Regions from separate parts of the Mus musculus genome. Here all the other regions are linked to region 1. The links are chromatin contacts, called in public Hi-C and HiChIP or PLAC-seq maps. All regions are on one chromosome and are shown on one strand. Each heading gives the region's core, a stretch centred on a gene start, on an enhancer-like site or on the middle of the called end of the contact. The rest is flanking DNA. Distances are from core to core; before and after follow the strand shown. Region 1 has its middle 120 kb from the start of Gm36703. Region 2 has its middle 45 kb from the start of Pik3r1. Region 3 has its middle 33 kb from the start of Gm29927. Region 4 has its middle 3.9 kb from the start of Gm29927. Region 5 overlaps Gm29927 (a long non-coding RNA gene).

Region 1 (6,245 bases), core at 1,484-3,983:
TAAGAGGATTTGTCAAGCCCTATGGGGCTTCCAAACTGTTTACTGACAAATGCCTTAATGCCCTCTTTGTGGCACCAGACCACTAAGATGACTGAGAAACTCCAAGAAGTGATTTCTATGAAACAACCCACACTTGAGTTTTAGTTGTAACTTGTTCATTCTTGAGACATGACATTGAGGTCTTTTAACATGAGCGACACTTGACAAAGGTGATGAAGAACACATTTAAGCTGTTTAGAGAAGAACAACTTCTGGAAAGCTTTCAGAGCAGTCTTCTGACTTAGTGTACCTTGTCACAGTGAAGACACTCAGAATTACCTCATGCCAGGACTTAGGAACACCCTGCCAGAAAAAAAACACTCTGTTAGGTTTTTTGACAAAGAATGCATAGATTTTTTTTATCTGAAATTTATGCATAATATTTGCATAGACGTATAGTATTATACACACTAATGATCAAATCAGGCTATCCAGTCTTTGCAGCTTTTTAAATATATTATCTTATTAAATATATTGAGAAGCTTAAATTCTCTTCTAGTCTTTTCAAATGTATAGCAAATGTTGCAGACTATGCCATACACTGACTGCTCATATCCAACAGAAGAAAGTTTGGAAAAATGCAGTTTATTTTTATTATTTATTTATTTATTTATTTGTCACTCTCCTGATAAATGTAAAACAAATATTCAATGTAAAAAAAAAACCCTCCAAAATAGAGGAAGAAAGTAAGTAGTGTTTTTTTGCATATCTATTTTAAATCAAAATAGTGTTTGCCCGAGTGACCCACTGTTACAGCCATTTCCTACTGTGGGGCCCATTTTTGCTTGTTGACTATAAAGTTTTTCTTTGAATTCTAGAAGTTTCTTTCTCATCAAACTGAATTATTCAAACTCTAAAACCATAAAAGCACAAACATGGACATTATTCTTAAAAGGGTTTGTTTTTTTTAACTTTCCATGAAAAACAAAGATAAATTCTTTTGTTTGGAATGTGGCCTGGAAACTTGAATCAGAACTAAGGAAATATCCAGATTTATCAGTCTGCAATGTTCTTTGCAGTGTCAGGGTCTTTGGTTGATTTTTTTTCTTTAGTTGCATATCTCTGCCCGATTCTCTCCTCTGCCTGTCCAGCTTCATCCATCCTACAATAAAATGGAATATTGTTTTAGGAATTTGTTGACTCAGAATTGCATCATCTAGCGCTAAGTGACAGCACAGAGCCTTCTTATCATTGGTTCTGACACAGATCATATTAGCTGCCGCTCTAGGTCAGAGTGGTTGCCACTGAGAATTCAGAGGTGGAGGATGAATAGCTTGTCTTCCTTGGCTTGTGGTATGAGTCCAGTCCGCATGACTGGCTTGCCTGCAGAGGATGGGATGTGAATTGTGTTTTCTGACGTCAATGAACCGCTCCCATGCTCTAGTGGAGAAGCATCTGGAAAGTTTCGTGCTTTCCTGTGCAATGTTGCTCAGGACTTGGTCCTTTCCCTCCACACAGTGAGAAAGAACTGTCTGCTACCTAGGCTTTGTGGGAGAGCTGACTTTTCTAGGTGGACCATGTTCTCATTAGTGTAGAGCTAGGAACTGTTTCATTTTAATTAAAGGTAATCCAGAACTGATGCACTTTCTAAGGAAGCAATGTGTCAATAAAACAACTTAGAAGGAGTAGAATGAGTGTCTCCCCTTGGCAATTGGAGAGCAGAGGCAGCAAACTGTGTGACCAGTGCAGCAGGTAGGACACTCCCACTAAGTTCTTCTTGCTGGTGTTTGGGTTTTGCTTTTTCCTTCTCACCAAAAACAAAGGAGGAATCTTTTGGGTAATATTTCCATGAGAGGCTCCAAAACCGTGAAATCCCAGATTCTAAAGAAAGAGCTGCCTACCTCCTACAGTTATGGTGACCCCCTAAAGTTTTTATCAGCCCCTTCTGGAAAGGCATCAAGTCCACCCACCTTGTTAAATAACTATTTATCTCCCTACTTGCGGTCTGTAATTATCATTCCATTTCTGGGGAACCAGGACTACATCCAGCTACAGACCCAGTTCAAAGTGAGGAGGAGGAGGAGGAGGAGGAGGAGGAGGAGGAGGAGGAGGAGGAGGAGGAACATAAAACTGCCCTATCTGGTTTGTCTTCCTTCCTTCCTTCCTTCCTTCCTTCCTTCCTTCCTTCCTTCCTTCCTTCCTTCCTTTCTTTCTTTCTTTCTTTCTTTTTTCTTTCTTTCCTTCTCTCTCTCTCTCTCTCTCTCTCTCTCTCTCTCTCTCTCTCTCTCTTTTTCTTTTCTTTCTTTTTTTTCCAGTAAGCAATGAAGGAACTAAGAGCGTACACACATTCTTCTTGTCTTGGATCAACAAAGGAGTCATGCCAAATGTCAGATTAAATATTCCGCAGCTGAAGTGTTTGCACAACTTTTTGGTGGCTACCATTTAAAGAAACAAAACCAGCGATGGGCCTTTAAAAAAAAAATCACCCTTCCTTTGACATGCTCACAGTGTTCTGCCAGCAGTTGCTCCAAGCTGGAAGGCCAGGCCCTGCATATCTTGTCAATGGACCATGTGTGCCAGCTGGCAAGCATAGACTTGGGTATCCGTTCCTACAGGGGCATGAAGCCCCACTGTGTGCCTCACAGGCCACAACTGTATTGCTGTCTTCTTTCACCCATGACTGTGTTGGCTGAGGAGCTGGCCATTTAAATACAGAAGGAATTTCCTGATTCTTCAAGTATCTGTCATGTTTCAACAATGAGGTTGCACTCTCTGAGCTGCGTGTCTTTTCAGTTTGGGTTGGCTCTGTGGGACTGCTGGGGAAACCAGAGACAGATCTTTTATTGAAACAAAATAATAAGTCTGAACAAATCAGCCTTGTTATCTTTGGCTCTGGTGAGAGGTATATTCTTTTCAGCTTTATATTTCTACAGGATTGCTCAAGAGGCAATGTTTCCCCTTGCCAGGTTATGTGAGGGACAGAAGAGAACAGAAGGAGCCGGAATGCTTGGAGAAATGAGCGTTTTCCTGCATTTTCCAAATTACCTTTCCTTCTAGTCTGAGGCAGTCAGTGTTCCTCCCTCATTTCTCTTATAAGAAAAGAGAAGGGCAGGGCATCTCTCACCTGGCCAACATTGCGTGGTGGCAGTGTAGCTGTGAAGAATGACATTGGCCACTCACTCTCTATGATTTCAGGCAAGTTACTTCACCCCTCCACTCTAATTTAACTCCTTTACAAGAATGGAAATGGCAACAGGAATTGTTTGCTGATATTGACATAGAATCTGGAGTGTGTGAAGTGAGCTTAGGAGTAAAAGACAAGCCAGGTCAACTTCCAGCGACCGTGTAGACTGAAACCAAATGCCAGTCTTCTCTCAGCAGATACTGAGGGCTCTTCACTCTTCCGGAAGTCACTATCTTTCCCTGCATCCTCCATGGCAAGGTTGGAGGCAAGCAGAGACTCCAAAGAGATGTAGTTGTGTGTTCTTTTATTTCAATGTGCTTTTCCGGACTAGAGAGATGGCTCAGTTGTTAAGGATGCTTAGTCCATCACAGAGTACAGAGTTCAGTTCTCCGTACCTACCTAGGATGGCTTACACTACCAGAAAATTTAAATATATGCGATGCGATGTTCTCTTTAGCCTCCCTGGGTACCTGGAGACATGTGGTGCATATAACTTCACACCTACACACAGATAAATACATAAATAAATAAAATTACTTTTCCATGGAGATGAACTAGACCTGAAGCTCTAGCTCAGATCATAACAACTGCAAAAGCAACTGCCTCTGTGTACCAAGTAGAGGGAGTCTCCCAGGCTATGGAGACACATCTGGGATCTGTCCTATCATTCCCAGGTAAGCACTCTAGATTTAGAACAGAACGCACAAAGTTGTCAGGAGACGTATTTACTTGTGACAGTTGATGTCTGGTCTATTCCAGCTTGACTGTTTATGATAACGGGTACCAATCATCACAGGGGCTGCCAGTAGGATCCTTCAAAACACCACACAGGTGCTTCCCACATGGCAGGCTCTGTAGTCATCCTTGGATCCAAAGATGAGTCAGAAACAACCCTTTCTTCCCAAATGAGGCTTTATAATACAGAGAGATTTCTGCCGTTGTGTTTCAATTCTATATCCTCTAGAATCCATTCAGAATAAAGGTTTTTTTCATACATCCTTATTACTAGGCACATAATCAGACAGTTTTGAAGGTTTGGAATGAGGGTTCTATAATTTCCATCATCAATCCCCAGCAAGGAAGCAAAACCAAAAAGGAAGAGAGAGGCTTAAAATACAGCCACTGAGTTAGTCACTTGAGGTTGCCCTTCTCCAAGTCCTGCTAAGGTATGGGGGCTGAAGTTGTTCCACCTGACCCCACAAAATTTCAAGAAGAGCTGAATACCGGTTACAGCTTTGCCAAAGACAAGCTATGGGATCTTAGCTAAAATCTCCCATCTTGCCTTGGCCATATGTTTACCTGGAAAATGGAGAAGATGAAGACTATTCAAGCTATAGGTGCATCATCCAAACATGAAAAGAGTAATGTCCACAGGAGTCTCTTTTGTGCACTAAAAGCATACTTACTTACGTTGCTTCTCTTATGTTTACTTGCTTCTATTTTAGGTAAAATTTTTCAGAATAATTTTACCATTTTAATGTCTTCCTGTAGAGTCTATGCTTATAAATGTTCCAATAAGAAGAGTGCAGAAAAGAATAGCACCAGAGAGCAATTTCTCATTTCCACACCCATGAAGAGCCTTATATAAAATGAGATGAATAAAACTGCCCCCCCCCCCAGGATGTGTGCAGTGTTCTCAAGGTTGGAGATCTAGTAGGCTCTTAATTTGAAGAACTCTCTGCTTGACTTCAAAGTGCGGTTCCTTAACTATAGTCCACTAAGTGTAAAAATTAAGAGCATATTACTAATTTGGAATAGGCAAAGACTGGCCACTTGTGTTCATAAGAAACTGGCATGTGCTAGTTTATGGTTATATCTGTTGTTTTCTCCACACTGTGAAAAAAATGATTAGCAAAAGCAACACAAGGGAAGAAGGATTTATGTTCACTGATAATTTAAGATGGATATGATCCATTATATTAAGAAGGCGTTGTGGCAGGCAGCATGAGGCAGGCATGGGCTCACACTGCATCCAGCCACGAAACAAAGGAAGATGGGAAATGGATGCTGGTCCTCTTGTCTTCTCCTTTTCTCTTTTGTATTCAGCCTTCAACTCTGGCCTAAGGGTCGATGCTACCTACATTTAGGGCGTGTGGGCCTTCTTCAGTTAATCCTCTCTGAAAATACCCCCAGCAGTCACATCTACAGGTGTGTCGGCTAGGTGATTTCAAATCCAGACAAGTTAAAAATGAAGATTAACTACCGCAAAGGCTTGGCTTTGAGGGTTAGATAAGAATTATAAATATGTAAGTGTGGATAGAATTTACATGATGTAACCAACAATCCAGTGAGAATATATAATACCGGCTAAAAGATGTATTTTTTTACAGTCCTCTCTTCTAGCAGGAACTCTTTCCTCTCTGGAGTAGACAAAGGGCTGCATCATGATCACCTTCCCCGCAAAACCTTAGCTGTGAAATCCCAGAGTCCTTTGGAAAGATCATTTTTGTGCCCCACTCTCTTGCCTTGGGACCTTTGGCTGCGCCTGTGCTTAGAACATTACCATCCCCAAGTCCTGCTTAGCTTGTTTTTGTTTCCATTTTTGTCTGTTTTTTCTGATAAAATACATTCACAGTGGTGACTTGGGGAAGTAATTATTTCTTCTAGTTCACAATTCCAGCCCATCAAGCAGGAATAGCCTGAGAGACATAACTGGTCACATTCTAGCCACAGCCAAGGGTAGAAAGAAAGACTGTACATGACTGCTTTCTACTGTCTCTCTCTGTCTTCAGCCTCGTGCCCTGCCCATGAAATGGTATTAGCCACTTTAAGGATCGGTCTTTCTTCTTAAGAAAGTTTCTCAAAAGTTATACCCATAGGCCAACATAATCTAGACAATTTTTCACTGAGACTTCAGACTATCAAGCTGACAATTAAAACTACTAATCACACCTATGTGCTTTAGTTCATGGAGAGAGCTATTCTCAAATGTCATTTATCTGGCAGACTAGACCAGACCTTTTAAAAATTGCTTCTTTTATTGTTTTGAGATTATAATATAATAGTTTAATAGTCATTATAATAATATATAATAGTCATTTCCATTTTCTCTTTGCTTTTTCCAAACCCTCCCATATATCAC
Region 2 (6,245 bases), core at 1,289-3,788, 420 kb before region 1:
GTGTTTGAGAATGCATGTGCCCACGAATGTGTTCATGTACTCACTCATACATGGTATTACCTCTGAACTTCATGAGATCTGTAAGTGTAGATGGCCGTATTGTGTTATTCAGCCTTGTTAAATAATCCCCATACCGACCAGGCTGACTTATTTTTTTTCCTCGTGGGTCAAAAAAGGATCATCTCAGCCTCCTCCGGAAGCAAGGAGACATGTTTGAATTTTCAAGATTCTTCTCTTAATATCATCAACTTTGGTTTTAAAAGGGGGTCAAAACCTTTTTGGCTCTGAAAAAGTTCAGGCACTAACAGCCCCAACCAGAAAAGTCTCAGGCTAAAAGCCTTGACATTTGACTATTTGGGCCGTCATGGACTGACTATGAATGCCAAGTGATTAAATGCTTAAACTCTGCTTTGTAGTCCCACCCCAGTGGAGAGCGGCTTGAATGATGTAAGAGCAAGTATCACTAGAATGGATGAAGACCTGAGGGAGCAACAGCTAGTGGCTTCCTGTTGGCCACCCTGTTTTAACCCTGGAAAACAAACACATTTGTTAACTAATTTTGGTCCCCTCTTCAAACAGAGACACATTCAGAGGAAGACCTCTTACTTGTCCAAATAATGAGAATTTAACAGGAAGATAAAACCATTGTCTTTTCTTTTTATTTTCTTTTTTCTTTTTTAATGATTTACTTATTATTATATATAAGTACACTGTAGCTGACTTCAGACACACCAGAAGAGGGCATCAGATCTCATTACGGGTAGTTGTGAGCCACCATGTGGTTGCTGGGATCTGAACCCAGGACCTTCGGTAGAGCAGTCTGTGCTCTTACCCACTGAGCCATCTCGCCAGCTCTGTCTTTTCTTATGGAACTTAAACTTTTCAGATTAAATAGGAGGCATTTCCTCTAGAGAATGCCATCCCAAGTTCAGTTTCAGAAACAACCACTATATGACCAGCACTGAAGAGAGGACGATTTTGTGATATTTAATAGCTCCAATGCTCTCCACCTCGGGTCCTATGTGCCCTTGTCAGTGACTGGGATAGGAGGATGGGTATAAAGAACATGTCCCACTTAGGGATCAGCCTGAGCAGGACAGGCGTGTTCCCCCAGAGCTCCCTCCAGTTTGCTTCCCTCTACCACGTTGTGCCTGCCCAAGAGTCTGGAATCCAACTTTGGCACCATCAAAGAAGGCTTGGAGTGAGATGGGCACCACTCTGCCAAGGGCCTCCAGACCCAGGTTCTGCCACAAGTGTTTTGTGCCCTGTTCTCCCACGGAGGTCACCCAACAAGACCAAGCCAGTCACTGAAGCTATGGCCAAAGGGTGTCTGGAGCTCTGCCCGGAGAGATCAAAGGGACTTTTCCAAAGAAGCACCCTGGAGCTCCCGGGAGACGTTTCAGCTGCGCCATGACTAGTGAGTTCTGAAGGCAAAGGACCTTTTCTAATCCACCAATAACCAAATAAATACATAAATCAAATAAAATGTAAAAACTCCATCTACTCTGCCGAAAGAAAGGCAGAAATCATCTCTCTACATGAAACAGCATTCTACAGGTCGTGCCATGAAGGGACAGATGAGAAAGTATTACAACAAATTTATAAGTGAGCTGAACGGTTAAACTGTAATAAACCATTGGCTATTACTTAATGCCAATTATTTATATTATTATATTTATATTACTATTTGTATCATCTTCTGGGTGCCTTCTATTATTTGTAAGAAGTTGTGACTTTCTTATTTATTTTAAAATAGACATTCGCTCTTGAGCCTAATTTAATATCCTTGCTCATAACAAAGGTGCCATGTTTTACCAGCTTTATGAAAACCTGGGTCTGCCCTCAAGAGAAAATAGATTTTAATGAACTGTACCAGATAGATAATAAATAAGAAATCACCGGCTCCAAGAGAAAACAATTCCTTTATCTGCTTAGAAACACAAAAACCAAAACCGAACCAAAGCAAAACAACTCTATTAAATTCTCATTCTTACTGGTCTTTACTGAAAAGCCAAACAAGGGTGCTCAAAGTACTTAACGTCTACCAAAGCTGCCTATCCCGACCTCGGTGGAAAAGGCAGGCCCAACCCCGTCTTCTAAATGGGAAGAAGGCCAGTTTGCCTGAGCCTGTTTTTTGGAAAGAAATTAAAAGATGGATAGCCCCTTGCCCTGATTGAAAACCATCTCATTTCATCAGTATATTTCTTTAGAAATGAGTTCCGAATTCAGAGGCAGCTGCTTCCAAACGTCTCTGTGAACCACACCAGCCAATGTTTTCCATTTCCTCGGGAGTGAACCGCAGGGCTGCAAGCCACGGAAGAGAACTGCCTGCCCATTTTGTTGCAACGAAACCAAAGAGCTCTTGATTTATCAGTACATTTGACACAGTCTTTATTGCGCTTACGGGGATGAGGGTTGAGGATGGGCAGTGGGAATAAAGGTTGTAAATCTTCTAAATGCAAGCCCTCTAAAGTAGGCCAATTGGTCAGCTGTGAACTTGGCAGCATCCTGAGGCATGTGTGCTGGGCAGCTTGGGAACACGATGTTCTGTTTCACTTCTGAGAGCAGAGGGAAGTGGGATAAAAGGAGGGCTCAGCCCAGGACAGAGAGGGCTCAGCCCAGGACAGAGAAGGCTCAGCACAGACGGGAGAAAGAAAGGGTGAGGGGCGAGGCTGGCGGGGATTTGGAGGGGGTACCAAGACAGAAGATCAGGGGAAAGAGAGATCTCACGGCAGCTAGAGAGACTGTGGTTCTGATGTTCGCTGAAACAACTTTCTAGAAGATTCGGAGTGCTTGTGTGACTGAAGGCTAAAGCTAACAACTGGCTTGTTTAATGTTAGAGACACGATGAGAGTTTTGCAAACCTCCTTGAGAATAACGATGACTTTATAAGCTGTGAGCTTTAAAGATGTGTGGCAAAAAAAAAAAAAAAAAAAAAAAAAAAAAAAGCATATTCAAAAGGGAAACCTGGGCTGCTTTACATCTTCTTTTCATAAGGACTCGCTTGGGGTTTCTCAAACCTAAATTTACATTTTATATTGTTTTAATAAATGTCTAGCTGTTTATGTGAAAAATGACACAATAAATAAAAATGATAAAGCCTTTTGACATATTAAGTGGTGACTCATTGCAAGCCATAGAAAGTAAATTACTTACTGGCTTCCCTTCCTCTCTCCCTCTTCAGAGTCCCCCTGTCCTTTCCTGTAATGGTCAGGAGAGAACTCAGACACAGTGGCCACAGTTCAAGAAAGACAAGGGCGACCGTAAACTATACCTTAACTTGTGGAACTTCTTCATGGGGCGAGAACAACTGCCTATACCTTCAGGTTTGTTTTTCCCAGTAATTTTGAATTGCATTGACACGATGTTCCATCAGGTAAAATCATTCACAATTGGCAGTATGCAATGAAGATGCTCATATATTTTTTTTCTTCAAGTATGCAAACAGCCAGCTTGAAAGAACAGAGGTTTACACGAGCGATCACTGTTTAGTTTTTCACGCACACTATTATTTAAAGGTATTAAGTAAATGAAATCCACCTCTTAAGGGATTTTTCTGTATTTACACATTATTTCCTCCATTAATTGACAGACTAAGCTTAATTGTAAAGACAAACCTGATTTTTACTCAGCTGTACCTCTTCTCTCCCCCCACCCCTCGCCCCCGTTACACCCCAAAAGAGAAAAACAAAAAGTCCCCTATTTATCAGTGTAAAAAGCACCTCAGATGCGGAGGCCAACAGACTCAGCTGGTCTTTGTAAAGGAGTTTATAGCTTTCAGCTGAGCTCTCTAAGTGAGCCTTCTCATTCTCAGCTGCTGGCTCTCTGCGAGCTCCCTGTGGCCTCTGACCTCATCTCCATGGAGACAGAGGTGGGAAGGGGGGAAAAAAAAAGAGAAGGAAACTTTTTAGGCAGCACTTCTAAGTCTCTGCTCCTCTGACAGTACTGACCACACACCAATAGTGGAGACTCTCAGTCAGTTCTTCAGGTTAAATGCTGAACAGGTAATTGATCTGAGGAGGAAAAAAAAAAGGCATTTGCAAAGATGGAAGCAAGCACCTGCCTGCCATACTGGAAGCCGGACGCCTTCTCATCGGTGTTCAAAGCGGAAGCTCAGAATAAAGGCAAAATGGCTGCTGACATTTAACAGCAGAAAGACGCTCCCGAAATCATTCAGAATGTGGCTTCTGGCTGAAAGCCATGAATATCAGGTGTGAGGACTTTGCAGTTTCTGTAATCTGTGGTGGCTAGTGTCTCTCCAGACCTCAAAAACTTTGAGATTTTAATTAGGAAAACTCTTTAAAGAAAAAAAAAAGACAATTATTTTCCTCTTCTGTATTAGTTAAATCTACTTCCTTGCCTACCAGCATTTGTTCCTGGTCATTCATCTAAGGCCAATACAAATAGTGGTGAGACTCCAGCCATGACCACACCACTGGCTCTCCAGCTGGGACCTGCAGTCAGGGAATTATGTAGTTGCTACACAATATTAACGGAGAATGCTTTATTCTTACCTAACCATAGTCTCTTGGAAAAAGAAATCCAAAATACTGTTAGTTAGGGAAAAAAAAAACAGAATACACAAAGAAGAGAGACTCACACAGTGAGCCCCTTATACTCATTGCTCAGTTATGACCATTGTCAACTCAAGGTTGTCCTTGTTTTATACACTCCCTTAGACATTTCTCCCTTCATTATTTTGAAGCAAGTCTAATACACTTTTATTCATAAATATTGTAGCATGCATTTATAAACTAGAAGGACTCATTTAAAGGCAATACAATACCATTAGCATACTTAAGTCATTAAGAACAATCACCTAATGTCAACAAATATCAGCGAGATGACTGAACTATGTTCTTTCTAGTTCATAAATTCAGAAACTTAAGGCAGAAGAGGCTTAAAGTCCTGCGGAATATCCTTCCCTTTCATACACCCTGCCCCAGAGATAAGCAGGAGAATCCTAATAAAAACCCAGTTACAGATCAAGACAAGCAATCTTCCAACATCAAAAAGCTCCTGGTAAAAATAATATGCTTACTAAGTGGTCAACTTCATTACAATTATGATCACAATTCCCAAAACTCAGTGAGGAAATATTGTTCTCCCCATTTTACAGACAAGGAAATGAAGGCACAGAGGGCTATGCAACAGCTACTTGTGGGGATTCACTCGCTCTTTTACTCTCTGATGTTTCTTCTACCTTTATATATATTTATTGTATTTTTGTTTTTGTTGTTGTTGATAATACAAATGCTTTATTTAACAGTGGTAAGTCATGCCATGGGCTAAGTGGTGGATATCCAGGACCCAGCAGCAAGGTCAATGAATACTCTGAGCTTCTTTTTCTCTGTAGTAGTGGGGACTGGACTCAGGACTTGTGTGTGATAGGCAGGCACTCAGCTACTGAGCTACATCCTCAATAATCAGGAGCACTGTTTTAAAATTTCTAGAGATGAGAAACAAAAGAAAAGAAAACCAAACTTCTCGTCATAGACTTGTTGACACAGTAAAATGTCATTTTTAAAATAAGAAGAAACTAGACAATTTCCCACCTCCAAGTCATCACTAAACAAGCTCCTATTGACAAATTTTCTGAAGAAAGAAGCAGATCTCAGAAGATCTGATTTTCAAAGAAATATCCTAACAAGGAATGAATAGTGTCTGGTATCTAAACATGAACAATGGATAAAAGAATATAATAATAAATGTCACAGTTAAAGCAGATGAAAAACAACTAAACGTAAAAGTTACTGATTAAAAGGGCATGTCAGGACTTCCATTTATCATTTAAACATAGTGTTTCTCACTTTTCCGCCTATAAATGTCAAATAAATTTAGACTTTAAAAAATAAAAATACGTGTTAAAATTTCTAGGCTAAACATTAAAACTACAAAAAAAAAAAAAAAAAAAACAGCAAAAGGAAAAATGGAGGGGGTAGGGTGGTGAGAAACCCCAAACCAAATCCCTAACAAAGAAACAAGAAAGGAGAAAACATTTTGAAAAAAATCTGACTCAATAGAATATGAAATGTAAAAGTGATTTTGAATAGATCAGTAAAGAACATAGGAGGACTAAAGCCATCAAGTACAAGACTATAAAACTGAACTTAAATAAAAAAGAAAGCAATATGCTGTTTTACATGAGCCTCATTTGGCAAAACCTTAAGGATAGAGCAAGATTAAAAGCCAGTACAGAAAATTAGACGATAGTAAATTACACAAGAAACTGACCCTAAGCTGGT
Region 3 (6,245 bases), core at 2,063-4,562, 390 kb after region 1:
AATTGAATTTACTGGAACTTGAGACTTCTGGTGCTAAAACTGGAACAATACCTGGCAAATTAGGTCTATTGTTTATAGTAGTAGCAATAACACTCCTAAATTCCATCACCTTGACATGATGTATAATGGTTATCTCGGTGTCTCTGAGTCTATTGTTTATAGTAGTAGCAATAACACTCCTAAATTCCATCACCTTGACATGATGTATAATGGTTATCTCGGTGTCTCTGAGTCAGGAATTTGGATACAGCTTAGACAGACCTCTGTTCCACACTGCCACCACCCCTAAAGCTGCAGTTAGGGTTTCAGAGAGGGCTGAAGTCTCAACCAATGGATGAAGATATTTGGTTTTCTGGTTCACTCATGAGTTTGCTTGCAAGACTCAGTTCCCCAAAGGCTATTGGGACATTGGAACAGAGGTTCCCGTTACTTGCTGCCCTCTATCCTTGCCACAGCAACTTGTCCATCAAACCGCAATATCATTTTATAAAAGACAGGAGTCACAAGGTTTGGTAACTTGACCAAAGAGGCAGAACACCTTCAACGCTACCATAGTGAATTGATTGGGAAGACTAGAGTGAAAGAAATAAAGCATTCTAACTACAAGAAGACTGTAAGACAAGAGACAGAATACTGGTCGCATACAATGCCAGTACCTATAGATCAGCATCTGGAACACCTGGACCAATCTGAGAATCTGACATATCCTTGTCTTGGCATTCACATCGTCTCAAACTCACAGCCTTCCACCACCATCTTTTCCCCTTCTGCAGAACAAAGGCTAACCTGGCTAAAGTGTTCCCTCTTCTTGGTTCAAGTCTCTATCCACAGCTTCCTTGGCCAATGTGATGCTTTCTATATGCTTAGCCCAGGGAATAGCACTCTTTGGAGGTGTGGCTTTGTTGGAGTAGGTGTGTCACTGTGGGAGTGGACTTTAATACACTAGTCCTAGCTGCCTGGAAGCCAGTATTTTGCTAGCAGCCTTCAGATGAAAATGAGAAACTCTTAGCTCTGCCTGCACCATGCCTGCCTGGATGCTGCCATGTTCCCACCTTGATGATAATGGACTGAACCTCTGAACCTGTAAACCAGCCCCAGTTAAACGTCCTTATGAGTGTTGCCTTAGTCATGGTGTCTGTTCACAGCAGTAAAACCCTAAGACAGACAGAGACACTCTCATAAAATGACCACACTCAGGGAAGCCCAACGCATGACAACTTCAGGAGGAAAATATGGCTCGAGTGTTTTTATTGTTATTATCTTGTGGGGAGGTGTTTTCCTACATGTATGTCATTCACTACATTTGTGTCTGGTGTCCAGCAAGGCAGGAAGAGAGCATAAAATCACCTAAAACTACAGTTAAAGATGGTATTGACCCACCATGCAGGTGCCGGGAATTGAACCCAGGTCCTCAGCAAGAGCAGCAAGAGGTCTGAACCACTGAGCCATCTCTCCAGCCCCTCATGGTTCACTTGTATTTCCTCCCAGGTCAGATCCAACTTCACCAGCCCAGGATTATTTTCAGTCATCACCCACGCAATTTGGATTCTTCTCTTTAAGAGGTTGTGAGGATAACTGAGCTCACCAAGCAACCAGTGGTTAAATTATCCTGCAGCAGAAAAGATTGCCTCACCCTGTGCTCATTCTTCCTTCTACATCTTTGGAGGACGTAGCCTCTTCTGTTCTCTAGAAAATCGCTGCCATGGTGGTAGAACTGCCATGGAGCCTTGAGTTAGCTCTCTGGGAAGACGTTGGGGAAGAAGGAAACTCCAAACCTAACTTCAGCCCATCACCTTGCTATTCCAAAGCTTTAAAGATAAAACTGGTGTTGTTTTTTGCTTTTTGGCTTTGTTTGTAGTTTGTTTGTTTGTTTTAAATAATAGGTCTATGAATTAATACTCTGGGGAACAAAGTGCCCAGGACTACTTAGGCAGAGAATAATTGTTACCTATTTAAAGTGCCCCACAGATCCAGAGGGCAAAACAAAAAGTGATCTTTCAGGCCACATTGTCCCTGTCATTGGGCTAATGCCATGTTTAAGACAGCTGGCTTTATAAACTCAGATAGGCCTCTCTGGCTGAGATCTAGTCCCACATAGGTGGAACGGTCTCCCTTAGACCTATTTCCTTCTCAAACTGTAAGCCTGAAGGCCCATTTGCTCTCTGTCCCTTTTCACATGTTACCAGCCTTTCTTCTCCTAGGGTTTATGCCCCGCCCCCAATGTAGGAGGACAGTTTAGGGTCTGTAATGATCAAAGGCAAAGTTAAGGTTGAGCATCTATTTTTTTAGCCATCAGATGACTCCCTAGGGAGAGTGAAGGCCCCAGGAAACATCTGCTGTTTCACAGAAAGGATGCCTGGCTCTTTCCTCACTCCTTGGAATTCTGAAAAGGTCTTCATCTGATCTCTCAGTTCAGTGGCTACCATGCCATGAGGGGTGTGTTTGGTAGGGGGTGAGGGTGGGGAACACTCATTCTGCACACAAGGACTTTCAGTTTTCTAGAAGCCAAACTTGTTTGCCTTTGAAGAAGGGATGTCTCTCCCATCTTTCTACCGAAGACTTGGGAGTTTATTTATTTATTTATTTATTTATTTATAGGGCTCTGTGTTAGCCTCTTCATGGGTAACCCTCCCTTCACAGTTTGAGGACTGTCACCAGCCCAGGAGAGGAAGATCAGCTCTTCCTCCCCTGGGGAGTTCAAACTTTTCCTTGATGTTTCTGGTGATATATCAGTCAATTGTCCCAAGAGCCAACCAAAGACGGGCTAGGGGAGAGACCGACACACCAGCCTCTGTGAACAGAGAAGATCTGGAGGGTCATTCTTGAATGGGTTGCTGTAAGGGAGGAGATGAAATATGGGGCAATGTCTCAGAAGGCCAAGAGGCAGAGCTAGGGAAAGGCGGCAGATGTTGTCGAGGCTCCTCTTTCAAGTTCCTGTGCACTCGGAATCTGCAGATGTATGTTGGCAGGGCTACAGTCAGAGTGAATTGGGAGGCAGGGGTTCACACATCTGGAAAGCATTTGCAGAGGGCAGAGTTCAGAAGTGCTCTGCCTCTGCTGCCTGCAGAGCAGCCTGTCCAAGCAGACTGACTCGGAGTGGAGGACTGGCTGGAGACACTGGGGTCTCGGTCTAAGTGGAAGATCTACCTAAGCCAGTAGGTTCTCCTCACTATCATATCAACCCCATAGGAAAGCTGAAATGATCATAAGATGAGAGTGAGTCTGGGGAAAGACTGGAGTAGAGAAGAGAATGCTCCCTAACTGTGAGAAGTCTGGCTTCCAGTCAAGAAACAAAATGTACTTGGACTGAATCCAGTGCATGAGTTAACTTGAGAGCAAAGAACACCATTCAGGGGAGGGGAAGAAAGGCCACTCCACTGCATAGGAACACCCAGCGGTTGTGCTCACGCCACACTGGCTTTTCCCAGAAGTCTCTGTACATTTCGCCTTCATTTGTTTCAAGAATGCAAAAGACACTCTTTAGCTGGGGAAAATTAATTACTCTCTTTGAAGGATTTATGGGGTTCTGCGGAGCAGAAAGAGAGAGAGAAAGACCCCCAAAGCCTGGGTTATCACCCCATTGCCCCTCAGCCTCTTGCTGTCCAACATGAGATGTGGGTCTGCTTCCCAGAAAGGCCACCTCGGCCTGGGGGCTTAGCTCCCCTCAGGGGAAAAGTTTCAGGGTGAAGTCATGTCCCAGTGCAAAGGTCCTGCCATCCCCATCAGTACAAATGATCCAGTGCACAGCTGTTCATGGTGCTTAGCTGGGGGCCTCGTGTCCCTGTGTTTAGTGATGTGACCCCCTCAAGGTGTGATAATGACTTAAAGATGCTGGGGCTTAAGCACATTGGTCGCTGTGATCCTGATCCTTGGAAGAATCAGAATCCATCTGGAGAGAGAGCATGGCAAATATAAAGAGAATGAGTTATAAAACACAGCACAAAACACGATGTATACCATGTCAGGAAATAAAACAAGTCTAGGCAAATGTCCTCAGACTCCCCCAAGCCTGCTGACCTTCTAGATTGATGAGTGTCTCACATCCCATAGTTGCCCAAACCAGTAACCTATGGCGTATCTCCCCCTTCACCACCAGCTCATCCTCTATGGCCACTGGATACTACTGTTACGATATCCTTAGCATCTCTTCATGGGGCTGTCCTCACTTCAACCCATTACCCTCAGTGTGCCTACCTAGAATCAATGCAGCTGAGAACCCAATTCCCAGTTGGCCACTCTGCTCTCAACCTTATCCCACTAAATTGGTTTTCTGGTGTGTCTTTCTGAATTTAAATATGAACATGTCACACTATTCTAAAAAAAAACACACCACACGATCCTCTGACTTTGAGGACAAACATCAGCTCCTTGGTATGACAGACAAAATCCTTGTGATCTGGTTCTTATCACTTTCCTCACTTTGACTTGGGCTGCTCTGGTAAGTGTTCAAAAACAAGATGCTCAGGCAGACCACCACTGTGTCCTGGAAAACCTGGCCAGCCCTCCCACCTCCCAGCAAGAGTTAACTTTACATTTCCTGATTATTCCACATTCCTTGTTCATCTGGTCCTTTGCACATCTTTATCTCTCTAACACAAATGACCCTGTTCCTATTTCCTCCAAACCTAGACATCCTTCAAGCCCAAGCTGGTCCAGAGACAACTGGGAGAAATGCCCGGTGTTTCAAGGGGATTAAGGTTCAAGAGAAGAAGCAATCAAAAAAAGGTGTGTCTTCCATTGCAAACACTAGCAAGCGTTTGCTGAAAGGACCCTGATATAGACGTCTCTTGTGAGACTAGGCCAGGGCCTAGCAAACACATAAGTGGATGCTCACAGTCAGCTATTGGATGGAGCACAGGGCCCCCAATGGAGGAGCTAGAGAAAGTATACAAGGAGCTAAAGAGATCTGCAACCCTGTAGGTGCAACAACATTATGAACTAACCAGTACCCTGGAGCTCTTGACTCTAGCTGCATATGTATCAAAAGATGGCCTAGTCGGCCATCACTGGAAAGAGAGGCCCATTGGACACGCAAACTTTATATGCCCCAGTACAGGGGAACACCAGGGCCAAAAAGTGGGAATGGGTGGGTAGGGGAGTGGGGGGGGGAGGGTATGGGTGACTTTTGGGATAGCATTGGAAATGTAATTGAGGAAAATACGTAATAAAAAATATTTTTAAAAATAAATAAATAAATAAATAGGTGTGTCTTATTTAGACAAGCTGAATTCTATATGAATGTGTGGTCACCAAAGAGAGAGAGAGAGAGATGTCTAAACAGGAGATGGGGTGCCAGAGTCTGGACCGGACTGAATTCACCTATGAATCTGACGTCATGGCCTTCAGGGCATTCTGTAAATCACATGTTCTACATAAACACAAAGAAAGAGAGGGACTGTTCTCCCTAGTAAGCCCCCAGGGTGTGAGATACTGTTACATTCATCAAGAGCTTCCCCATTCCTGAATTCCATCCTGCACTGTGGACACCTCTTATCCTTCCTTTCTAAAGGAATGCTTAATGTAGTTACAATAAAACATCACTAATGTGACACCATCTGCTTCTCAGTAAGTTGCCTCAATGCGTCATAAAGCTTGACTTTGATGTGATTTGAAGGCATGCCTGATTGAAGCAGACTGCCTAGCTGCATGAAGCTGGTGGAAGCAGTCTACGGACACAATATATTACGAAGATGCCTTGAAGTGTGCAAAATCATATGCAACGGTATGAATATTAAATGTGAAAGAAAGCTTACAATGCCTTGTAACCCAGCATCATGCTACAATAGAGATGCAATATGTCCATATGGACCTGAGAGCTCCCACACTAAGATAATGGCAGAGGACACCACGGGCGTCTCTAGTGGCCCAGAAGAATTCGTTTCCCGCCATTAGTGTGGACCTATGTGTGTCTGAGTGAGGTAGTGCTCAAGAGATCTCAGAGCTTTCACTCAACCCTACTGATAGACTGGACAAAGGCACCCTCTGGACTTAGCTTTTCTGATCCCTGTGGGACAACAAGCTGGCTTCCAGTGCTTAGGAAGAGCTGCATTTAAATTCAGATGCCAGAGCTCAGCTGTGTCTATATGTAAGCCATGGCTGTCTTTGTGCTGTCCAGAGCCCTGTTCCTGCAGCAATCCTAACTACACTGTGAGCTTTAACAGGACACCTCCCTACACATAGAGTTCTTCTAAGTAAGTAGACAGAGTCCACCCAGGTTTCTAGTGTAGACATGCAACCATTAGGTA
Region 4 (6,245 bases), core at 1,464-3,963, 360 kb after region 1:
TTCACTCTTCTTGCTGAATATCTTGTGTCCAACATACAGAGAATTGAACATTGTCTGCTACTACTCAAGCCTATAGGAGCCAGAGATCAAAATGTTGAGAAATCTGGACAAGTAAACAAAAACGCTTTTATGTTTGCATGCAGGTTCTGATGGCAGCTGCCTGGACACTCAATGTGGTCCTCCCATTGATCCCTGTTAGTCTGCTCTAGATATGACCATGACCTTGTGGAGATGTCAACCATCAACCAGCCACATGGACAACACACTCCTCTACCACTGACTGGGCCTCTTTTTGAAGTGGTTTCATCTTATTCTCATTAGTGTTCCGCCGAGAACTCTGTCCTCTTTCCCCTCTCTCTGTTCAGAACACAGATTGCTGTTCTTTCCAAATCAGAGGCAAAGCCTTCCAAGTTGTCATGGAGCCAAGCCCCATCACTGGTCACACACCACTCTGCCACTAACTAATGTGTCCTCTTGAAATCCAGGCCCAACGGGTCAGCAATTATGTTGCAAAGGGCCCCTAGAAGCATTTGGGTGTGCTCCTGTAGGATTCAGAGCACGGACTGCGTGTTTATCAGTTGGCTAGGGGTGCTAACCAAATATTGCAATGTGCAGTGAATTTTTTGGATCCCTTCTCTTTTTTCACTTTGCAATAGGGAGTCCTTAGAGAGGCAAAGATTCTAGGAAAAAGTAGAACACCCGTTACATAAGTCTTTTTTTTAACCCAAGTACATAGGATGCTAATCGTTCCAAGACTAATCATTATCTAGCGTGCTTTGGTCATTCCTTAGTGCCAGTGGCAACACAGAGCAAGAGGAGGATCCTTGGATTGCTATCTGCGTGTGGGCCAACAAGGGAAGGCCATGTCAGACAACTTCCAGCACAGAAAGTCACCATCCTGAGCTATGACCATAACTTTCAGGCCCATTCCCTCCGAATACTCTCACCCATGGTTCCTCAGAACCGGAACCAGCATACACAGCATCTTCTGGGGTCCCTAAGGAGATGCATGTTAAGTTCCAGAGTCTGAGTTGGCGCTCAAGACCCAACTGAATCCAGAAAGCTAAAAGAAAATTATTCTTCCTCGCCATGTCAGAACAGCTCCATGCCCAGAAGTCTCTGATGTCATAAGAGTGTTCTTATACTTACACTTATGTTGTACCTGGACCATAGCCAGACAAGCAGCAGAACTGGTATGGTAGGAACTCATCCAGAAATGGAGGGGACAACCTGTGTGCTTCCTCTGCGTGCTTTCTTTGTTTCCCAGAACCACTTACCCTGCCCCGGGTGTGTGTGTGCATGTGAGAGCAGCACATACTATACCAATGCAGACATGCCCATCAAATGCATTGGCCAAAGCCAATCAGATTTCTTCCTCTACTTTTACCCACCTTATTTCCTGAGACAGGGCCTTTCCATAAATCAAAAGCTCACCAGTTTGGGCCAAGCTGGCTGGTCAGAGAACTCTCAGGATCTGTCTGTCTCCACCCCAGTGCTAAAGGGACAGGCATGCACAGTCATGCACAGCTTTTTTGTGTGCTTACTGGAGATTCAGACTCAGGTCCACCCTGTTTTCATAGAAAGCCATCTTACATACAAGCCACCTCCACAGGCTCCTGGCCTAGCTTCTCAAAGTCCCTTCCAAGCTGCCTGTGACACCTCCAATGAGTGTTTAAAAAATCTGCTTTCACTCATGCAGTTGTCTGCCCTTGTTTACAACCAGGCCTACTCCTTTCCCCTCCCCAACTTTGCCTGTGACTATCCTAGGATGGGGGCGACCACCTGCTTCTGTCCTTTCTCCTTCTAGATTGTTTACATACTTATCTGGGGACCTTTCCTTTTAATTTTAAGAGTTTGGTTTTTTTTTTACAATGGGAACAGGAAACGATTAAAACTGTTACATTCATATTCCCAGAAACATTTGTCATAATAACTGAAAGGCAGGAGCAACTCAGTGTCCATGAAATAGATGAATGGATAAATGATATGTGGCGCCTAATCCAATGGGGTTCTGCTTACCAGTGCTCAGTTCTGACACATGCTACAGGTTGTTGGGAACCATGTTGTGCTCAAAGTTAAGTAAGCCAATCACAAAAGGACAACTATTACATGACTTCACTTCCTGAGATACCCAGAAGGGTCAAAATCCAACCAACAAAGGATGGCTTCTTGGAAAGAGGAAATGAGAGGAGAGTTACTGGTTAGTAAGTACAGAGTCTAAGTTAGGAAGAGAGAAAGATCCAGAAACAGATGGCTGGATGGTAACGATGGTAGCACAATAATGTATATGTACTTTACCTAACTGGACTGATTGATTTCATGTTAAGTATAGATTACCACAACTTCAAAACATTTAAAATTTAATTTTGAACCAAAAGAAGAAGGAGGAGGAGGAGGAGCAGGAGGAGGAGGAGGAAGAAGAGCAGCTCCTGATTGAAGCCCATGTACTAAATGCAATAGAACTGAAACCCAAGGTTGGTTCTGACTTTGCAGATTGACCCCTCACCTACTCTATTGTACCTAAAATGCTCCCAAACTTCTAGTGGTTTGCAGAGGCCTGTGAGGCAGTGGCCTGACTCTGAGAGCCAGCGCATCCCCGGAGGCCCCACAAGATGTGATCTTTCCCACTTGTTTCTGCTGGGATGATAAGCACTCACCAAATGACACGCCGAGAAAGATTACATAAAAGCAATTTTCCACAGTGCTATTTCTAGACCTTGTATGAGTCATGTGTCACCTTCTGAAGCGATTGCATTGCTAATGAAGGCTCTCAATGCACAATACAGCAAGAACCCTGCAAAATCCTACTGGCAAGGGAAAGAAAGAAATTGGTGTTTCATTCTGGTGTCTTCATCCAGAAGGGTTAGAGGTAAACCAGATGGAAGAACCAGTCACTTATGCCAGGGCTACCTACCTCAGTGTGTGGAGAACACCCTCTGTCTCTCTGTCATACACAATGTTTCTAAGAGTTTACTGTGTCAGCTATAAGAAATACGATGATATATTTCTTTTTTTTTTCTTTTTCAGTGATGTATTTACTAAGGTAAGTCCAGCTCATGTGGTGTTTACAATGTGATTCTTGTGTATGAACAAAGACATTTAGAAAGGCCATTTTTATGGTACCTATAAATGCACTGTCCTAGTGTTGAAAAGATTCCAAAAGATCAGTTGGGCCCTAGTCCAAATCTTCTCATTGATGGCAGTTCACAGGACAGCCAGCTACCCAAGGACTTATGCAAATTAGCATATGCTGACCTTTCTACAGGCCTCCCATATAGAGCTAAGTAAGCATGCAGAGGAGATGACTCTGAAAAAATGATAAATTGTTACCCAAACAATAAGAACTCCAAATAGCGCCCTGTTTAAAAAGGAATAAAGAAACAGAAACATTCAGAGAATCAACCATTTGCCTGGGGTATCCCAGAGTGGCCCAGGGTAGCCCAGTGTAGCCCAGGTCTGGCTTCTGCTCATGTCCTGAAGATGTTGTCTCACCTACTCCTTTCTCACTCTTCACTCTGATCATTATTGTCATGGAGAGAACGTCCCTCCTGGAATCATGTCTGCCACCTATGTAAGCTATCCCTCATGCATTATCTTTACATGCAGTTCCTTGATTCTCAGAACAAGAGGCAACAGTAGACATTCAGTCAGGTCACTGAATGTGCCCAAGACCACATGCCTAATTAGTGACATGGCAAGTGGTAAATCTTTTTCTCTCTCATCATCCAGTGGCATGTAGGAATCAGACAGCATTTAATATTAATAAATAAATGGATTTTTATTTTCTATAGAACCAACCACTGTGGTTTTGGCTTAAAAGGTGGCCCAGGGGATATAAGTACAAACCATTCCTGGGATTAATGAGATCAGCATACAGGAGCAACAGGATCCAGGACTCTGAAGGAACATTTCTCTTCTTAGTACATACTATCCTTCTGATAACCTGTATGTCTTACATCGTCACACTTTGTGTAATTTGATATGACAGTCCTGACTGACTAGGTCTTGATCATACATTGGAAACATGGGTCTGTGTGTATGTACATGCATGTGTGTATGCACATGAGGATTGGGGAAGAAGAAATGGCGGCAGAGGCAAAAACATAAAGTTAGAAACAAGACATCACAAAGATCAAATGCAGTTGTCTTTGAAGTTCCTATGTTTCCAAGTTGTTCTGTGTTGAGGAGCATTGTGTTACAGAGGCAGGGAGAGATCCAGTAAGAAGAGCAAGTTCTCAGTCACTATTAGCAGCTCCAAAAACCCCACCTGTGTGCCCTCCCTCCCTCCTTCCCTCCCTCCCTCCAGGCTGCAATCACCTGCACAATGCTGTGCTGCTCCACCCACCTGTGAGTAGACGGTGCATAGAAAATCAGCTTACCATTGGATGAAACAGAAACAGGTGGCAATGGCAGAGGACACATGCAGGCTAGACTGTCCTTGGAGCCTTGGGCCTGGGCCCTTCTGAGCATCCTGACTGACGATAAGGCTCTGCTTATTTGCTTCCTAAAGTGTTGCCCATGACCAATAAAACTATTGAGCAGTCTCAGAGATCATGTGACAGTTTGGTGAAAACTCAGCATGAAAGCATTCAGTCTAATCACACCATAAGCTACACTCCAAGATCCTTTCCAACCTTCCATGTCTCAAACAGAGCAGAACTGTTGCTTTTTTTGCCTTCGCTCACCCAAAAATCATATGCAGCCTGGATGCTGGATCAGTCACGGTCTCTGCCAAAGGCTGACAGCATGCTATACAGCCTTAGCAAGGGCAGGCTTGGTACAGGCAGAGACAGGACAGGATCACCTATGACCTCATTTTTTCTTATCCCTGCCTAATCATCATCTTTTTGAGGTCATGAGGCCTGAAATCCTCAGAGTTGAAGTAACAAAAGTAAAGTTGTTCAACCCTAGCCAAAAGCAGATAGGTAGATGGGTAGATAGATGGTAGGTAGATAGATAGATAGATAGATAGATAGATAGACAGACAGATAGATTGAAAGCTGCCGTTCAAAGTCTCAGAAGGATCTAATTCAAAGAACTTATTATGTTTTCGAGTGTAGAGCAATGCCTGACACACAGATGTTCCAAAGGACTTTTTTCTTTGAAAGGTTCACAGAAGCATAATGTCACTGATAACACCAAAAGATGGCAGGGGAAGGAAAGACTCAGCTCAAAGCAGGCCCAGAGCATAGAAATGAGTCAGACAAAGCTTTTATCTGGCTGCTCAGCCCAATGCACAACGTCCTTTGGCACATTGACATTCAGTGACTTGTCACATCCTCTGGTTTCTCCCTCACTGAACCTCAAAACCAATGAGAATCCCAGAACAGTAGGCTTATGGGGAACCAAATGTCCCGAAGCCAGACTCCATACGGGAAAGGAAGTGAGGCTGTGTCTTCGAGGAGGTGGTCGTCCTTGCTCTGTTCCTGTCCTCAGCTGTAGGGAAGCAAGAACAGGAATGCTAAGATGGAGGGGAATTCTCAATGCATCAAACGGACAACACTGCTGTCTTCTGTGTTCCTTTACCAAGACAAATCAGAGATGGGGGTCCGACTGCTGGTGCAACCCTGTTCTCTGCAAAAGTGTGGCTGCTATCCAAAGCCTGACCCCCATGGCTGCGAGGAAGCCTGAATGCACTTTTCTTTCAAATTCTTCATGGCACACTCAGGTACTCTGCAGCTAGGACCAGCACACCATAGCTAAATGGTTTTAGCATCTTATTTTAGTCTGGCCTATAAGCTAAGAAAGGGATATATATATATTTAAATAACAAGCATAGTGAAAAAAGAATATTTTATCACACTTAGAAATTACATGAAACTCAAATAATTCCGTGTCCATACATAAAATTAGATTGGCGCATAGTCCCATGAACATATCTGTGGTTGACTGTGTGCTAATTTGAAGAACTGACTCTAAAGAGACCTCAGAAAGTCTAAGATCTTTACAGAAAAGTTGTTCCAGGAGCTCAAGATAAAAGAGTTAAGAACAGGGTGTTCCAGGCCTGGTGGCACAGGCCTATCATTCCAAGTACTAAAAGTACTGGCAGGCAGGGTAGGACAATCTCAAGTTCAAAGCTCGCTTGATGAACTAAGTAAGGTCCTGTCTCAAAATTTAAAAATAAAATAAAATAAAGAGGACCAGGAATAGTCCTTGGGAATACAGTGCTCGCCTGGCATGAGCTGACCTGGAGTTGGATTCCCCAGTACAGCAGAAAGAAGGAAAGAAAGAAAGAAAGAAAGAAA
Region 5 (6,245 bases), core at 1,561-4,060, 340 kb after region 1:
ACACACTAGCCTGTGCCTTAACCAAAGACCATTTGAAACTTACTTATGTATGTAACAAATATTTATCAGTGATTGAGAGAATAGATTTTCCACATGTGTAACATGACATTTTATGGCTTAGAATTTCCAACAACCACTTACTACTCACTCTCCCAGTGCCGTGACATGTAACAGTGTGGATCTAATATTTTAGGAACTATTATTCCTGCTGCTAAAAGCTGAACACTTAAAAGCAGATGCCCCACCTCTACCACTTTACAGCATGTGTCACCACTAATAAAATCACTACTAAGGAACCTTTAAATGCTAAGTTCTCTTTCCTTTATTATTCTGCCTTCTGAGTTGCCTCTTTTACCTTGTCACAAAATTTCATTTGGATTATGAATTTCAACAAATGCATGGATAATTATAGAACTTGGGATGCAGACACAGTTGGATCTTTTGAGTCTGAGGCTAGACTGGTCTTCAGAATGAGTTCCAGAACAGCCAGGTCTACACACAGACAATCACTGTCTCAAAAAAGAAAGAAAGAAAAGAAGAAGAGGAGGAAAAGGAAGAGGAGGAGGAAGAGGAAGAGGAGGAAGAGGAGGAGGAGGAGGAGGAGGAGGAGGAAGAGGAGGAGGAGGAGGAGGAGGAGGAGAAGAAGAAGAAGAAGAAGAAGAAGAAGAAGAAGAAGAAGAAGAAGAAGAAGAAGAAGAAGAAGAAGAAGAAGAAGAAGAAAAGGAAGTTGTTGTCTAAGTCCCAGTCCAGTCCATTCAGGGAGCGGGTCTTAGCCTCTACACTGGAAGAGTCACATTTTCTGTTGTTGTCATAGCAGAAGTTATTTCATGTTGCTAAAACTCAGGGATGTGGCAGCTTAGCCCAGTCCTTGTCAACTTCCAGTGGAAGTTCTATTCCCTCCCTCCAATGACATAGGACATCCCAACAACTCTCTGTGCTTCTTATTTACTTCATGAAAAGCCAGAAGGGGCTGTGGTGTGCCACACACAACCAGACCATAGACAAACAAACTCCTCTTTCACAAAGAGAATCCTCTGTGCTAGCCAGATGGACCCAACTTTACCCAGGGAGACAAGCCAAGTTAAGGGCTGGGTTGCTGAGTGAACTTTCTCTGAGGCCTCAGTCACTCATCATCATGACTGAACATTCTGGGGTGCTTGGGGTGAGGTTGTGGTCCTCTCAGTAAAAAGTCCATTTATCCATTATCTCTCTCCTTCTCTCTCTCTCTCCCTGAATCCCCATCTTCATGTTCCCCAAATATTATACCTTCTCTGTAAAGTGCAAAGCATTTCTTTCCATGTGGCCCTCTGTCTCCAATATCATGAAGCTAATTGTATTCAGGTAAAACCATTCTCCCTTCATTACTCTTTTCCAGGAGAAGACTTCTACTGAGAGATAGCTATCCAACTGTCTACACAGTATATTAAGAATGTCAAATAAAGGAATCTCTCACCAAAACCATCCAGTCCCCTCTTTCCAGATATGTTATTCTTAATTCCTACATTGCATTCCATTAAGAAACCTGTAGATATATATATGAAAAGAAGCTGGATCAGGCCATGGGGTGTAAAGCCAAGGACAGAAATGATTGTATATTTCCTAGTCATTACATCTACATAGATTCATTGGCAGAAAGCCTGTTCCTGATGGATTGGATATAACTCAACTAAACCACCACTGATGAAAGTTCAACACTTGCTACATACAGGTCGCTGTGCCTGCTGATGGGAAGAAAAGAAAGCAGAGTGCTATGCCTCTACCCATAGACACACACTGGGACCTTATTATGACTTGTCTTGTTTCCTTTCTAATTGTAAATTATATTATAAAACCCTATGGGTTTCAAATATTATCATGAATTTCACTGTGCCTCACTCTGGGCACATTTTAAAATATCTAAATAGCTTTTATAAAGTTTTTTTTGCTATGTACAAAATATCTTCAGTAAATATATCATATGCAACATTACTTTCCATTTACTTAATGTAACATTCCAATAATTTTATATAGTAGTAATTTTATTTATCGTTGGACTCCAGGGTACCTATGGAAGGTAATAACTTCCTGCTTATTCAGCTAAAGACTTTGTTTTCTCTTTAACTGAGACTGCACAGCAGATGCAACCCCCGGTTAATGAGAAGCCAGAATTTACTTGAATATTACAGGTCATTAGTTGGGTGATTGTCTCACTATTACAGACTATTAAGAGGTTCTTTCTGTTTTCCTTCCTTTCTTTAGTTATCAACTCTATTCCTTAGAGCAACTATGTAGCTTTAGTTCTACTGTGGCAGATCCCTGCTAGAAAGACAACAACCAAGCAGTTAGTGGCTGTGTGTCCCTCTAGCCCATTAGAGCTGATCCTTTAAAGTTCTGTGTGGGAACTGGCTTGTTTGTGCTTCTATGTCCTCTGTTGTGTTCAAGGGTAACTGTTTCTCTGTGTAACGTTTCACATACTGCGTTTCCTTCTGTCTAAAACATTGCTCTAATTCTTAAAATTAGAAGTGACTTTTTCTGAAAGCTAGGAGAAGCAGCAGCTTAGCATGGTGGGGCATATGGCTTCTGACAGCCTTCTGACAAAGGGCACAGGCTCTGATCACAGGGCACAGGTCCCAAGAGGAAGTAGGAGGGATCAGGGGAATGTTACACCAGGCCAGCCCTACTTTTCTGCACAGAAAACCACAGACCTCCACACAAGAAAGGGAAATTCCCCAACCTCTGTGCCAGTTTCCAAACCATAGAAGATGGCCAGCCATTCTACACAAGCTGCAGTTTTCAACGGCCTTTTCAAGCATGCCTCACAGCTCTTGAATAAATCAGATCATCCTCAATTCCCAAAGAAAGTGGCTGAGTCACAGAGGCTTGGCAAGGTGGCTGGGGAAAGTCCCTTAGTGGGGGAGCTGAAGGCAGAAGGCAGAGCTCCCAACTCCTTGTCCTGGACAAGGGGAAAGAGGCCACCCTGCCTCTTTATTATGTCCATCAGGGAACAGAAAACCAATTGTGACCCCCTAAGTCTCACAAAAGAGCAGTTCACTGCACTGCCAACAGTGGGCTCTGAATAAACGAAGCCTTGTGCTAAAAGTCTGCTGATCACAGTGCTCTGCTCCAAAGCCCAGAGCACCCTGACAGGATGGCCAGGCCGCAACAACTCAATTGCCTGGTTGGTGGGCAGTCCGCTAGTGCACGGCTTGCCAGGGAAGGGGGAGTCAGTAGGTCAGCCATTGAGGCCATGTTCTAGAAGAAGATGGAAACAAAGCATGCAGAAAGCCTTTTCTTGTGAGCGAGTTAACCCTTGCTTCTGAGTCACATATTTGGACTCGTTGGAGGCTTACAAGCAATGTTGGCACACCTGCTGACATAGGCTCAAGAGGTTGAACATATTTTGTCTTAACATGCATGTAGGTTTGGGGCTATACTAATGATGCCCATGAGACCATGAACTGGACAAGGAATTCCCAGGAATATTCTAAAAAAAAAAAAAAAAAGCCAAGAACTCAGCTCTTAAATGCTCTCAAGTCTGTATTTTACCTCAAACAATATAAGGAGAAGGAAGCAGACACATTAAGATAAATTGCCCAAATTGGCTAAATTTCACTGTAATAACAACTCTAAAACCATAGTAACCAAGCAATTCTTATTTCTTATCATCTGTTGATAGAATGGCTCTGTTTATAAGAGTCAAATCCCCATTTTACATATTCTCAAGAGAGAAGGGACAGCTCTGCAGGGTCTCTCGCTGACATAAAATAATACAACTTTTAAGAGTGACACATGTCATTTTGCTCAAAATCCATTGGCCAAATCTACTTGTATTGTCCTTTTCAATCTTTTTTATTAGATATTTTCTTTATTTACATTTCAAATGTTGTCCCCCTTCCTGGTCTCCCTCCAAAATCCCCCCTTATCCCCTCTTCCCTCCCCCTGCTCACCAACCCACCCATTCCCACTTCCTGGCCCTGGCATTCCCCTATACTGGGGCATAGAGCCTTCACAGAACCAAGAGGCTCTCCTAGCATTGATGACCGAGTAGGCCATCCTCTGCTACATATGCAGCTGGAGCCATGAGTCCTACCATGTGTACTCTTTGGTTGGTGGTTTAGTCCCAGGGAGCTCTGGGGGTACTGATTAGTTCAAATTGTTGTTCCTCTTATGAAGCTATAAACCCCTTCAACTTCTTGGGTCCTTTCTCTAGCTCCTTCATTGGGGACCCTGTTCTCAGTCCAATGGATGGCTGTGAGCATCTCCTTCTGTATTTGTCAGGCACTGGCAGAGCCTCTCAGGGAACAGTTATATCAGTCACCTGTCAGCAAGCTCTTGTTGGCCTCCACAATAGTGTCTGAGTACCAGAGGACCAAACAATACCACTCCTGGGCATAAACCCAGAAGATGCTCCAACAGGTAATAAGGACACATGTTCTACTATGCTCATAGCAGCCTTATTTATAATAGCCAGAAGCTGGAAAGAACCCAGATCTCCCTCAACAGAGGAATGGATACAGAAAATGTGTACATTTACATAATGGAGTACTACTCAGCTATTAAAAATGATGGATTTATGAAAATCTTAGGCAAATGGATGGATCTGGAGGATATCATCCTGAGTGAGGTAACCTAATCACAAAAGAACACACATGATACGAACTCAGTGATAAGTGGATATTAGCCCAGAAGCTCGGGAAACAATTCGCAAAACACATGAAATTCAAGGAGAAGGAAGATCAAAGTGTGGATACTTCTGTCCTTCTTAGAAGGGGGAACAAAATACCCATGGAAGGAGTTACAGAGACAAAGTGTGGAGCAGAGACTGAAGGAAGGGCCATCTAGAGACTGCCCAACCTGGGGATTCATCCCATGTCCTCAATCTTAAGGGGACTGAGACATGCAGGCCAGGCATCTATCCACAAGAGAAAGCCGAAGTGCTAGTAGCAGGCAGTGGGGTGCTGGTATTGGTAACACCCCCAACTGTATGCTGTGTCCTATAATCTACAGGCTGTGTCCTAGAGTGGCAAAACCTTCCATAGGACCAGAGAGCAACCCTAGAAAAGCTGAGGTACATCCAGGAGTAGAGCAACCAGAGACAATGATGTGAGGCTGACATACCCAAGGTGTCATTGATAAAATTATTTTGACCATGGCAAAAGGAAGGGAAGGCATATGGCCAACTAAAGAACAACCATACATGAAAAAAGTTATCCCATTGCTAGAGCTTTGAGTCCTCTATCTAAAGAGCTCTGTCCTGGTAGGAAGAGTAATTCTTTTCTTAAAAAGATATGTTTGTTTTTATGTATGTGAGTACACTGTTGCTGTCTTGAGACACACCAGAAGAGAGCATCAGATCCGATTACAGATGGCTGTGAGCTACCATGAATCTTTGGAAGAGTAGTCACTGCCATTAACCACTGAGCATCTCTCCAGCCCCCAGGAATAGAAATTCTTAAAGATGCCATGAGATGAAGAAAGTGAAAATCTTTGTTATTTTGGAAGATGGATTTAATGTGATATCTTCAATGATGGTCTTAGCTCTAGAAAATAATCTGCTGGTGTGAAATATTACAACTTGAGGCTGACACATGTCACTTTGCTCAAAATCCATTGGCCAGATCTACTTGCATTGTCCTTCTCAATCATAAGGGAACTGAGACATGCAGTCATTTCCTTGCCAGATAAGGTAGGTGAATTCAGCCCTACACATCCCCTACAAATAGTTCAGTAAATCCAGGTTCATCCTGTGATATATAGACATTGATATAGCCTTTGCCTTAGAAATGGGCCTATACATATCGGCCAACTGCAGACTCCTCAAACACCTATGACCCATCTGACCCATCTGACGTTCTCATCTCCTGCTTCTTCTGGACTTCACAGTCCCGGGCAACATGACTGCTGTATCTGGGGCAATTTTCAGAGAGCCAATAAAAACGCATACGCTTTCAAGACATAGCGCCACCTCTGAATCCAAAACTCGTGTGACTGTTGAGGAGCAAAGTGATCTCTTTTCTCTTTTCCTAGCATAAACACACATGGCAGAGGGACAGTGCCAAAGGTCACAGTGAGATGAGTTTAGAAACTCCTTCCAAGGACACTGCACTTCAAAGAAACCACACAGCAGTGTTCTGGTCACATGAACCCCAAGAATGTGTTGGCTATTTTTAAATCTTCAAAATCAGCCCACTTTTTCCACATGCATCACCCCTTTAGAATCTTCTTTACCCAAACTCCCCTGCTTGAAGTATCACAAGCTCACATGG

The links. A called contact is a pair of places that touch in the nucleus more often than the background predicts. HiChIP or PLAC-seq counts read pairs in DNA pulled down with a chosen protein or histone mark.
Region 2: a Hi-C map of uterus shows a contact between it and region 1, with 4 times the contacts expected there. The contact joins two enhancer-like sites. A contact is called at or near these places in 3 of 484 Hi-C or Micro-C datasets (bone marrow-derived macrophages and uterus) and 3 of 115 datasets of contacts at active chromatin or transcription factors (embryonic stem cells, neural progenitor cells and oligodendrocyte precursor cells).
Region 3: an H3K27ac HiChIP or PLAC-seq map of heart atrium shows a contact between it and region 1, with 8 read pairs. The contact joins two enhancer-like sites. A contact is called at or near these places in 4 of 484 Hi-C or Micro-C datasets (the C3H10T1/2 cell line, MC3T3-E1-derived osteoblasts, embryonic fibroblasts and 1 more) and 2 of 115 datasets of contacts at active chromatin or transcription factors (heart atrium and neural progenitor cells).
Region 4: a contact with region 1 is called in an H3K27ac HiChIP or PLAC-seq map of heart atrium, with 8 read pairs. The contact joins two enhancer-like sites. A contact is called at or near these places in 1 of 15 datasets of contacts at CTCF or cohesin (the NIH/3T3 cell line) and 2 of 115 datasets of contacts at active chromatin or transcription factors (fibro-adipogenic progenitors and heart atrium).
Region 5: a contact with region 1 is called in a Hi-C map of the C2C12 cell line, with 1.9 times the contacts expected there. The contact joins two enhancer-like sites. A contact is called at or near these places in 1 of 15 datasets of contacts at CTCF or cohesin (the NIH/3T3 cell line), 2 of 484 Hi-C or Micro-C datasets (both in the C2C12 cell line) and 4 of 115 datasets of contacts at active chromatin or transcription factors (the NIH/3T3 cell line, astrocytes, neural progenitor cells and 1 more).

What each region holds. Positions count from the first base shown.
Region 1 is chr13:102,229,973-102,236,217 of GRCm38.p6, forward strand. No RefSeq gene overlaps it. Among named protein-coding and RNA genes, the nearest start is that of Gm36703, 120 kb to the right of the region's middle. Within about 2 kb of position 2,734, at least 83 of the 459 cell types and tissues checked have an H3K27ac peak or open chromatin away from gene starts, as enhancers often do. A contact at or near this core is called in the C2C12 cell line, the C3H10T1/2 cell line, the NIH/3T3 cell line and 3 more, where this site is marked.
Region 2 is chr13:101,809,608-101,815,852 of GRCm38.p6, forward strand. No RefSeq gene overlaps it. Among named protein-coding and RNA genes, the nearest start is that of Pik3r1, 45 kb to the left of the region's middle. Within about 2 kb of position 2,539, at least 107 of the 459 cell types and tissues checked have an H3K27ac peak or open chromatin away from gene starts, as enhancers often do. A contact at or near this core is called in oligodendrocyte precursor cells and uterus, where this site is marked.
Region 3 is chr13:102,622,404-102,628,648 of GRCm38.p6, forward strand. No RefSeq gene overlaps it. Among named protein-coding and RNA genes, the nearest start is that of Gm29927, 33 kb to the left of the region's middle. Within about 2 kb of position 3,313, at least 134 of the 459 cell types and tissues checked have an H3K27ac peak or open chromatin away from gene starts, as enhancers often do. A contact at or near this core is called in the C3H10T1/2 cell line, heart atrium and uterus, where this site is marked.
Region 4 is chr13:102,593,123-102,599,367 of GRCm38.p6, forward strand. No RefSeq gene overlaps it. Among named protein-coding and RNA genes, the nearest start is that of Gm29927, 3.9 kb to the left of the region's middle. Within about 2 kb of position 2,714, at least 25 of the 459 cell types and tissues checked have an H3K27ac peak or open chromatin away from gene starts, as enhancers often do. A contact at or near this core is called in heart atrium, where this site is marked.
Region 5 is chr13:102,570,716-102,576,960 of GRCm38.p6, forward strand. The region is part of intron 1 of Gm29927 (a long non-coding RNA gene); the gene reads right to left. Among named protein-coding and RNA genes, the nearest start is that of Gm29927, 19 kb to the right of the region's middle. Within about 2 kb of position 2,811, at least 145 of the 459 cell types and tissues checked have an H3K27ac peak or open chromatin away from gene starts, as enhancers often do. A contact at or near this core is called in the C2C12 cell line and the NIH/3T3 cell line, where this site is marked.